2 separate regions of the Gossypium hirsutum genome follow, and region 1 is linked to region 2. Evidence: chromatin contacts called from public Hi-C data. All regions are on one chromosome and are shown on one strand. Each heading gives the region's core, a stretch centred on a gene start, on an enhancer-like site or on the middle of the called end of the contact. The rest is flanking DNA. Distances are from core to core; before and after follow the strand shown. Region 1 holds the start of LOC107915847 (ethylene-responsive transcription factor 1B). Region 2 holds the start of LOC107914905 (transcription factor bHLH104).

The links. Hi-C and Micro-C count contacts between places; a contact is called where the count stands out from the background.
Region 1: a Hi-C map of leaf shows a contact between it and region 2, with 2.1 times the contacts expected there. The contact joins the promoter of LOC107915847 here to the promoter of LOC107914905 in region 2. A contact is called at or near these places in 2 of 34 Hi-C or Micro-C datasets (hypocotyl and leaf).

What each region holds. Positions count from the first base shown.
Region 1 is chrD10:42,582,196-42,588,111 of Gossypium_hirsutum_v2.1, forward strand. LOC107915847 (ethylene-responsive transcription factor 1B) reads left to right here and starts at 2,830. Exons shown (of 1, transcript XM_041102481.1): 1 at 2,830-3,790. The coding sequence starts at 3,161. The coding sequence ends at 3,760.
Region 2 is chrD10:42,242,139-42,247,298 of Gossypium_hirsutum_v2.1, forward strand. It overlaps LOC107914905 (transcription factor bHLH104), which reads right to left and starts at 1,841. Exons shown (of 5, transcript XM_016843953.2): 1 at 1,566-1,841; 2 at 1,384-1,449; 3 at 1,006-1,083; 4 at 273-435. The coding sequence starts at 1,651.

The DNA of each region.
Region 1 (5,916 bases), core at 1,580-4,079, 340 kb after region 2:
TTCAACATACTCATCCATGACAAAATTTTATTACTTTGATAACTTTGAAAATTGATCCCCAAATTAACTAGATTAAGTTAATACAATCTCGGATATATAAAAATTACTAAAAACGGGACAAGAATTCATACCTAATTGAGTCAAAAAAACTTGCTTGAACTCACTTTCTCTTAGCTAGGGTTTCCATAAAATTAAATTGGGGAAGATGATGATAAAATGATATTTTCTTTTATTTTATTATTTATCATCCTATCATCTTTTTCTTTCCAATTTCATCCTTTTCTTTATTTAATTTTCCATTGATGACTAAGCATGATTATCTACTAACTACATTTAATGGTCTAATTGCCATATAAGGACCTCAATTTTTAAATTCCATAGCTATTTAATCCTTCTACCTACTAGAATTAAACTTTTGCATTTTATGCGATTTGGTCCTTTCTAATAATTAAACATGAAATCGGTAAAATATTCTTATCGAAACTTTCATACGTTTTTCCTATCATAATGCAGTCCATGCAATAATATTAAAATAAATTTTCTTTCTGATTCGGATTTGTAGTCCCGAAACCACTGTTTCGATTTCATTGAAAACGGGTTGTTACAAATTCACTTCCTATAACCAAGTTTGAGCATTGCTTGGACTTGGTTGGTATTCTTTGTTGAGGAATACTCTTTTACGGGTTTTGTGGAAGAGGTGGAGAACTTGTTCGTTGAGAATTCGTGTCAATGTGGAGATTGTTAGAATTGTGTAATTCAAATCTTTGTTAAAGAAAATACAGTGGCAAAACAAGGGGATCAGTGTAGGGCTTAAGGCTAAGGGCCGAATAAGATTTTTCAACCTTTAAATACATATAGTTGAAACTCCTATTGTATTATTCAAATTTCAATATTAGTGAATTTATTCTCCTCTGCCCGTGATTTTTTCCCTAAAGGGTTTCCATATAAAATATGTGTGTTTTCTTTTTCTTTTTTTATTGCTTTGCGATCGTTCTATATTGTCATTATCGATATCTAATTTTAACAATACTAATATTTATATATTTTATAGTAATTAAATCTAAACAGATTATAAACAAAACAAAAAAAAAACCTACCCAGGTCCATATCAAGGGGAAGAAAATGAAATGATAAAACAACGGAAAATTTTACAGTGAGCTCCAAGTTCATACCAAAATTTTTCAGATTTATTAAAATTTTTAGTGTTTTTTAAACCTAAATTTTTTTTGATAAACCTCAAAAATTTTAAAATTTTAATGCGTTTTCTAGAGCTCACAGTAAAATTCCAAAATGCGGCTGGAACACAGTTTCTAGTTTCAACTGTACGAGAAATGGTAGAATCAGAGTACTAACAACTTCCATTTCGTTATTAAACTCCCAAGGAATTAATGTATATATTGTGGAGTGAAGGATCCATGGAGATTCTTAAACCTTTTATTTAAACATTCAGTCCACGTTTCAATTTGCAGTCATGGGTCATCTTGACTTTTATTAAGAGGAACCATCATGTTTACACTTAAATTAAGATTGATGTCATATATTTATATCAATTTAACAAGTTTTTCCTTCTCTCTATTTTTGCCTCAATTCCTCCGTGAATGGCTCGGGGGATAATGAAATACTAAACAAGCGTTGTATGATTGAGGACTCAACCTGTCATCGTCCATTGTTTCATTCTTTCAATTGATGTTGTTATTGTTTCAGCAATATATATAAGTTGGAATACGATTAAGTGCATAAGTTTAAGGTTAGAAATAATTTAAACAATATGTAATAAAAATTGTAATGCTGAATCTATTTGTTCAAACTCGAATTTATATCCAATATTTAAGAATATTTGAATAAAAAGAAATTAGGTCTGAAAAATTAATTTTGAAAAAAAATTTCTGTTTGTTTAAAATATAGGCTGAGCTTAAACTCTACTACTTAAATCAAATTTATAATAATTTGTTTTTACCTGTTTTTTTTATGTATTATATACATATTTTTTAATTCAATTTAATTATTATTTTATTTAAATTAACAAAAATATATAAATATGAGCATAGAGGATCGAATTCAGTTAATCAAAATTTAAAATAATTAATTATTTTTAACATCTTAATTCAATCCAACCTGATGAAGCCATTGCAGTTATTTCTTTTCTTTTTGTTTTTTTCCAATTTCCATCTACAAGAGGAATTTGACACAAAATAGATGGTAGAATTGATACTAAACAGATGGTGCTTTTCATTGTCGGGACATGTGTGACTAAGTCCTCTGCATGTTTGCCCCCATTCATTGAACAACCATAAATAAAATGCATATCCATTCCTAACAATGCAAATCAAATATTATATTAAAAAAAGGTGAAGCTCATTAGTGTTAAAAAATGAATTCATCTATTTAATTATGAATTATGTGATAAAAAATTATGTTTGAAGTTTTTAATTAATATTAATTTTTAGTTTGATTTTCAAAAAATTCATACCTTCTTTAAAAAAGAAAATTAGATATCATTAATACTTTGATTTAGTTGACAAAATGAGAGCTCTTAAATTTTGAGTATCTAAGTTTGAGATTTATTATATATATATATATGTGGTCTTCAAGTTTCATAATGTGTAATTATTATGTTTGGGTTTTAGTCCAGTTTATTAACTTTTGTCTGAATTGTGATAGTTTTAAATTTATTTACACTTATAATTGTTTGATTTCATTATGTAAGTGCTTGATTAATCCGTGTTATAATAGTTTGATACTTGTAACACTTATGAGACTTTTTTTTATTTTATTTTTCGAATTTTTATTCACATAATATAAACCGTTATTTCCAACTGCCAAGCTGAGTTGTCACCATCATCCACGTGGACAAGACCCCATGGTAGCTTCCCAACCAAAGCTGAGATCATGTAGTGACGTCACTTGCTTTGACTTAGCCGCCTTGCTCCAATTAACCCCGTGTTCATTTAACCTTAAAAATATTCAATAAAATAATGCCACGTCATCTTCCCTCGCCACTAGTTAATCCTTTTTACGCTGTCGTATTTTACGTTTAATTCCTCCCTCCCTTAATTTGAAGTATATAAAGGAGCCAAATCTTAAACTACTGCTCTGCTTTAAACCCCCTACACTTGCACCAAAAAAAACAGAGTTGAAAAAATAAAAACAGAGCAGATCAATGGATTCTTTCCTGCTTGAGTCCCCAAATTCCATTTCCTCATCGGAATCATCATTCGGGTCGCCGGAATTTTCTCCGTTCAACCACAACTCTCTTCCTTTCAACGAAAACGACTCCGAGGAGATGCTTTTATATGGCCTACTCACCGAGGTCAAAACGGAAACATCAAGCTCAACGGAAAAGGGTAGTCCGACGAAAGAAAAGTCTTACCGAGGAGTAAGAAGGCGGCCGTGGGGGAAGTTCGCGGCGGAGATAAGGGACTCAACCAGGCATGGGACAAGGGTATGGCTTGGAACATTTGAGAGTGCAGAGGCAGCAGCTCTGGCTTATGATCAAGCCGCTTTTGCTATGAGAGGCAGCGCCGCCATACTCAACTTTCCTGTGGAAAGAGTGAGGGAGTCACTGGAGGAAATGAAGTGTAACCAAGAAGAAGGGTGTTCGCCGGTGGTGGCTTTAAAGAGAACACATTCTATGAGAAGGAAAAGGACCAGTAGAAGTAAGAAGGAAAGAGATGCGAGGATAAACAATGTGATGGTGATTGAGGATTTAGGTGCAGATTACTTGGAACAACTTTTGACTCAAACTGCTTCACCTTACTAATTCACACCAACATATACTATTGTTCATCTCTATTTATTCTTAATATTTTGGCATGCAAAAGTATATTTTTAGATTTTATATGAAAACACAAAATTAATCTAAAATAAGATTATAGCGAAAGGTTTTTGGTAAATTTATTATTGAGTTGATAATCTAGTTTGAAAGTGATAATAATTCAGCGAAATATTTCAATATAATAATAGATACCTATTTTAAATAGGTATGAGTTTTTCTATGCAAAATTTTTCAAATGCAATGATTTCGTCTATTTAGGAATTAGCTGTTTAGATTGGAATACAAAATTATGAGGTATTCACAATATCCAAAGAGAATAATATCTTTGCATTATCACCCTTATGCTCTAACATAAATATAAATATGTGTTGAGATCAATATATTATAAATTTTTTATACAATTCCTAAATTATTCATACATTTGAAGATATTACATGTTTAATTTGATTTGATTACAATGATACCAACTTAATTGATACTTAAATAGCATGTAAATTGTTTTAATAAAGTTGGAAGATGTAGTTTGTTGGGATTATTAAAAGTTGTATAAATATATGGAGATTTAAACATGATAATCACATAAAAAAGCATTAGTATATAAATACATAGGTTATGATTTACTAATAAATATATACTTAAATAAGACACTTCTAGAATTAAGATACGTAGCTCTTAATAATTTTATCTATAGGCTAGATGTAAACCGAAAGGCAACTTCATTCAAATTAATTGTCAATAATGGAACATGAGATTCAGTTTAATGAAAATATTAGATTTTATGAAAAAAAATACTTTTTAATAGAAATGAAAACATTAGATCTCTTTCAAATATATATGTATTAGCATGTCGTAGTTTGTTTGTTTTTTTTTTTTTTTTGTGTAAGTTGTACGAATATAATATATTTACTTCTATATATTTTCAATCACGCGTACATTAAATTATATTATCTTTTTTTTAAAATGGTCATATTTACAGTGTTTTTCTTTATATTGTGTTTAAAATTATTAAATGTATAAAATAATAATAAAGTAATTGACAATATCTCAGGAAAGATCCAAAGAGCAAATAATTTGAAAGTTTGTCGAGTTTGCGTTTTAGATTTTTCTTCAGTTGCAATTAAATTGATTTACTATCAAATGGAAACTAAAATTAGATTCTCATATTTAATAATAATAATAATTTACTTTGAAACAATTTTATATTAAAATAACTTATAAAAAATAAACCAGCCTTAATAGTGTGTGAAAATGCAATTAAATTTGAATTTTTAATTACTTAAAAATAAAATAAAGTGACAGAAATCTTTTAATATAAAATATTCAATTACATTGAAAGTCTTTGTAATAAATATTAAAAATTTGAGATTTTAAGTTGGAATCTTAAATTGTATAAATTATATGGTGATTTTTAAAATTTATCTTAATTTAAGTCACATTATATATAATTCTTATCCGTATATATTTCTTTTATGAATTTGATTGAATTTTGTAACGGTTGTTTATGATTTTTTTTTTTTTTTGGCGAGAATAGTATGGAATGATTGCCGCATCAGTTATATTTCTTCTTATAAAATTAAGACTCAATACTTCCATTTGAGTTCAACTCTAACTTCATGTGGTAAATCTTCCATTTTCGTTACAATATATATATTGAAACTCAATCTTTTTAACCCTTTCCTTTAGGTATATATTAACATTATGTAATCCTTTTTATTTTATCATTATAACTTAAAATGTGATCTCAAAATAGATTTCTCGTAACTTTTTTTAATATATAAATAATAATTTTAATATAATATTACTAATTTTATAAGTAAGTCAAAAAAATTGATAAATATTTTATAAAAATATAGTAAAATATTAAAAAAATACGTAATAACTTTTTAAAATTGATTGTATATATTAAGCATGTTATAGAGTAGAGAGCTAAAGCCCAAAACCGTCCAAAGATTCTAAAGTCCAGAAACGGCTACTTATTTTATTAATATATTTGCACTAGTTGGTGATAAATTTCGCACACCGACGGGTAAAACAGGTATAAACTATACAAAGCAAATTGAAAATTTTGGTTGCCCTTTTACTAAAACAGTAAAATCTTTTGTTTTCTTTTGACTCCTTTCTATTTTCATAGCAGATGTATA
Region 2 (5,160 bases), core at 591-3,090:
GATGTCAGCTACACCAAATTGTATCACAAATGAGCACAACAATTAACTTATCAATTTTCGTCTATGCATCTCAACACGGTAAACTGATTCAAACGATACTGATAAACCAAAATTAAAGTCAGCAACATACACCTTACATGGTTCAGAGGCCAAAGAATGCTGCTTAACAAATCAAAGAGTTAAAAGACTAGCAGTTTACTGAAGATTTGAGCAAATTATAGAACAAAGATGATGTGAATATCTAGTTTTACCTAAAGAGAAGGAAAACTAACCTTTAAACTTTTTATTTCCTCCAATAGCTTTTCATTTGTTTCTTTGAGCTCCTGAGCGTCAGTTCTTAGTTGGGTCAGAACTCTGATTGCATCATCCAGTATTGCGGATTTGTCAGTCCTGGCAGGTCTCCCAGGTTCCAAAGTAGAGCTTAGATCCAGAAACCTACAAGAGAATAACAAAATCTGATTCTTTGACATTCACAGCCTGATTAATGTGCTGTAAAAAGTGTACCTTTGATAAAATGTTAACCAATATGAATACCAGAAAAGAACAGAAAAAAAATGCAATATTAACCAAAAACAATATCTTTGCTTCAAAAATTAGAAAGAAAGTATAAAAGGTTGGAACAATTTCATGAAGAAACTAATGGAAGAAGATGGTGAAAGTACCATAAAAGCCCCTGTAGTAGGAATCAGATTGCATTTTGCCCCCTCTACTCAAAAAATAAGCAAACTAGTCATTATACGTTAGATTAGAGAGCAAACCCGTCCTATTAAAAATTTCATCCATTTCTATAGTTAAAAATTGATCTCTTTATGTTAGCATGACGTAAACATGGCATGTCACTGTCTGGTTATTCCATTAAGGAAAAATAGTTTTTACAATACAAATAAATAGATTTTTTAATATTAAGGACTAATTTACTATTTGATCTAATGTACAGAGACTAATTTGCTCATTTTTTTAGTATAGGGGCCTTTATGGTACTTTTACCCAAAAAAAAATACATACCTTTCATTCAATTTCTCCCGTCTTAATTTCTCACGGCAAGCTTTAGTCCCTGGCCTGCTGCATGATCCACTGCGTCCCCTATAAATGCCATCAATTTCTAATATCAGTCTTTCAAATTAAGATTTTAAGAATAAATCATACAAAACTAATATGAAAACTTCAAAAAAAAACAACACGAATTTTTTATTGCAATTGATGTCAAATTCAATAACAAGTAAACATGAAGCAAAAAAAAAAAGTTTGTTTTTTGTTTTTTGTTCTAAGAACTAAGCGTCATGGGTCCGAACAAAAAACCTACTTTATATTATATTCGACAATTAAATACCCATAAACCGCTAAGAAATTAGAGAAACATTGAAATATGGATTGAGACAATACCTCTTGCGCGAGCAATCTCTATCGACGAATTCCTTTTCTTCATGAACAACAATTTCCCTACCGCTACTGGAACAATAATTGTAATCCAAATTCAAATCTCAAGGGGAAAAAATACTGAATTATAACAAGTTACTGAGAAAAACAAAACCTAGATTAAATCGAAATTCTTTAGGGAAAAAAACCTGTAATTGGGCAAAAGTATATCTGGAGATGTATTTTCATCGATGAAACTATAATCCAGAAAATCCCAAACTTCTATTAAATCCATTTTGCACCACTACGACTCTTAAATCTTTAAATTCTTTTTTTTTCTGGGAAATTCGTCGTGATATAATAAGGTAAAAATATATTTGTAGGAAATTTTGGGAATTGAAAATCTTCTTTTTGTTTTTTTGGTTGAATATGGAAACATATATCCAATGACATAAAAACACGTGGAGAAGGGTGAGTTAGTGAAATGACCGGGCTGCGCGCCGCCGCTTCGTTATTGATATTCTAAAGTGGCTATCACTTATTCCCTCCACTTCAATTTCGGCGGTTCATATAGTTTTGGGATTTCATAGTTTGTTTTTTTATACATTATATTATAACTTTTCAATCTAAGTTTATTTATATTATATACTAACTTAATTATGAAATAAATAAAAATGAAGTTGTTTAAGCATTTGGTACCATTTTTTATATAAAGTGGAAAATAATGGGTAATTTTGATAAAAATATCGTCTTTAAAAAATAATTAGAGTTTTAGGTCGATTTTTTTAATATTTAAAGGAATAAGTCAATTTTAGAGAGAGAAACTAAAAAACACGTCCGGTAGGAATTAGGGTGCGCTTTCAGCCCCCTAGCTAACACCTTAGTAGAAAACATTTCCTAAAAGTTGTGTTTTCTATTTTTTTTTGTATTGGGTGTCTGTGTTTGTAGAGAATGATTTTAGGAGAAAGATTTATTTTTGTTTGTGTTTAAGGTAGACATTTTGATAATTTTAAAGTATCTTTGAGTTCTCGGTAATGCGATGTGCTCGGAGACCCATATATTTGATCTATCATGTGGGGATGGAACCATTACCTTAGAATCTCATCGCATTGCAACTCAAACTCCCAGTTCACGGTGGTTATATACTCACATGTTGAAATATAATTAGGGCTCCTAGTTGATGGTGGTTATACGATCACAGGTTGAAGTATAACTCCGCCCCCAGTTGACAGTGATTATGTGGTTCTGGGTTCAAGTTTCATGATACTGGAAGAGGATGCTTTATAAACCCCATACATAAGTTTGAGATCATAATCATAGGAAAAAACAAAAGGGCTTTCCAGTATAATGAACTTATTCTTTTTCTCCACCTCCACCAAAGTAGTATCCTTAATGTAATAGACCGTTTTTCAGTAGTGTCGAAAATAATGATTTTGGGACCACAATTACGACGAGTGAGTCTATAGATATATTTAATTAATATTTATGATTTAAATATATTATAATAGTGAATTGTGATTTAATAGATTTTATTAATTGTTCAGTTAGTTAAAGTATAAGTGGTATGTACCGAAAGTTAGTGATTTTGAAAAATGAGGTATTAGGACCTCGTTTTCACAAGCTAAGGTCGTAAATATTTTTATTAAATATGTTACGGAGTTATTGTATTAGTGGATTGAAGCTTGGTTTGGTAATTTTAATGATTTGATAGTTAATTAAAGAAAAATGACTAAATCATAAAAACTATAAAAATTAATCATTATTAATTTTTATTATTTAAGTGACTTAAATAGTAAATGTTAATTTTTTTAAATAAATATATCGTAGTGCTAAGGTTTATACTGTTAGTGCTTAATTCCTAAACAAATAAATGTTAATTTTTTAAGTTAAAAACTAGGTAAATAATATTAAAATAAAAGGTCATCTTCAACCCCATTTCTTTATTTTCACCGTTTGAGCTTTGTAAAAGGGGGGAAAACAACCATGCTTTCCGTTGAAGCTTGTGTTTCTTGCATTTAAGCCATTTCTAACCCATTTTTTTTTATGATTTTTATATTTTTGATATCGTTGCAATTGGTTCAGCTAACCTGTATTTTTATTTTTAAAACTGTTAGGGTACATTTGGTTCACTGTAATAGGATAAAGCTATAATTAAATAGAACTGTAATGGAATAAAGCTGTAATCAGTAATTCAATTGTTTGGTTGAATGTAATGGAATAGAACTGTAATAGTATTCTTGTGTTTGGTTGAATGGAATGATGTTGTAATAGCATAAGGAAAAAAACTAAAATGATTAGAATACCCTTAGCAGAATTTTTTTAGGTAGATGATTATGGTTATTGTTATTAAATTTTAATAAGATTATTATTAAAAATAATTTAATAAAAATAATAAATAATGTAACCATATTTTAACATAATTATTATTAAATATAATTTAATAAAATAATATATAATTTAATAAAATTCTTAAAAAATTATTATATGAATTAAAAAATCATAATATATAATACTATAAAAATAATATATAATCTACTTTATTATTTTTAAATTGCAATACATATTTAATATGCTAAAATATCATTAGTGAAACAAATAATTTAATTATTCTACAATAAAAAACAAAAATATTAGAAGTAATAAATAACTTGAGAATTATATTTCACATCCAAACATAATATTCATATATTAACAAAAAGTTACATGATTTCATTAGTTTATATGTCATAATCCATATGTTATAAAATTTTACAACATCAAAAAGTTATAACATTGTAATGACATTCTATCATATCATTATACCATCCAAATATTACAAACATAAAAAGTTAACAAAATATCATCAACACAACGATGATTATCATACACAGAGGGAATACTATGTCTCACAACCCCATCAGTTGCCAAATCGGCCTCCCTCTTCTCCATGGCATTCTTTGTCTACTGCTGCCGTTACATTGTGCAGACCATTCATTTGCTCTTTTTTCATATTGGCAAACAACGAATCCAGTGTATGAGGCCTTCGCTTTGTAACTAGATTCCCTTATTGTTGCTGTTGCGACTGGTGCTGCCATATTTTCATGCTTTGCAACGAATCCAGTGTATGGGTTTCATTTTGTTTTTCTAGTTTGCCAACTCTTAGCTACTTTTTCCTATTTCGATCCTATCAGATTTGAAGCACTATGCGACAACTAGCAGATAACCAAACGATTAAATATAAAGCCACATTCACAAAAAAAAAAGAAAAACTAGCTCACTGAAAAATTAAGCACTTTCAGTTAATCAAATTCCAGCTGATGTGGGATCCTATAATGTAATAATCTTCAACCATCTGCTTTGAGGCCAAGGGAGTATACAACAGTAAGATTTTGCAATTTTCTCTCATGGTCTGCACATATGTTCTATGCTTTTAATCAGATTTCCTTCTAAAAGTGACACACAATCCAAACCAGGAACATAGTCTAATTTGAAGTAGACGTCTATTAGATTGTTGTACCAACGGCGATTTAGCACCAAAACTTAATATCATAGTCAAATATGGTTTAATGACAAATATATAATTGTAAAATCATCACATCAATGTCTCCTCTCACATCCTCTTCAACTGTCATTACAATTTCTTCAAACAAGATGTTCCAGAACCAAACATCCATTACTCATCATCATTGGTTTTTCAACAACAAAAAAGCATAAACAGATCAATAAAAGTAAATGCATTGAATTTCTCCAGTAAATTGCATCTTAATCTTTCAAAAGTACTTGATGGTTGCATCTTAATCTTACAGTTGATCGCAGGGTTGTCAT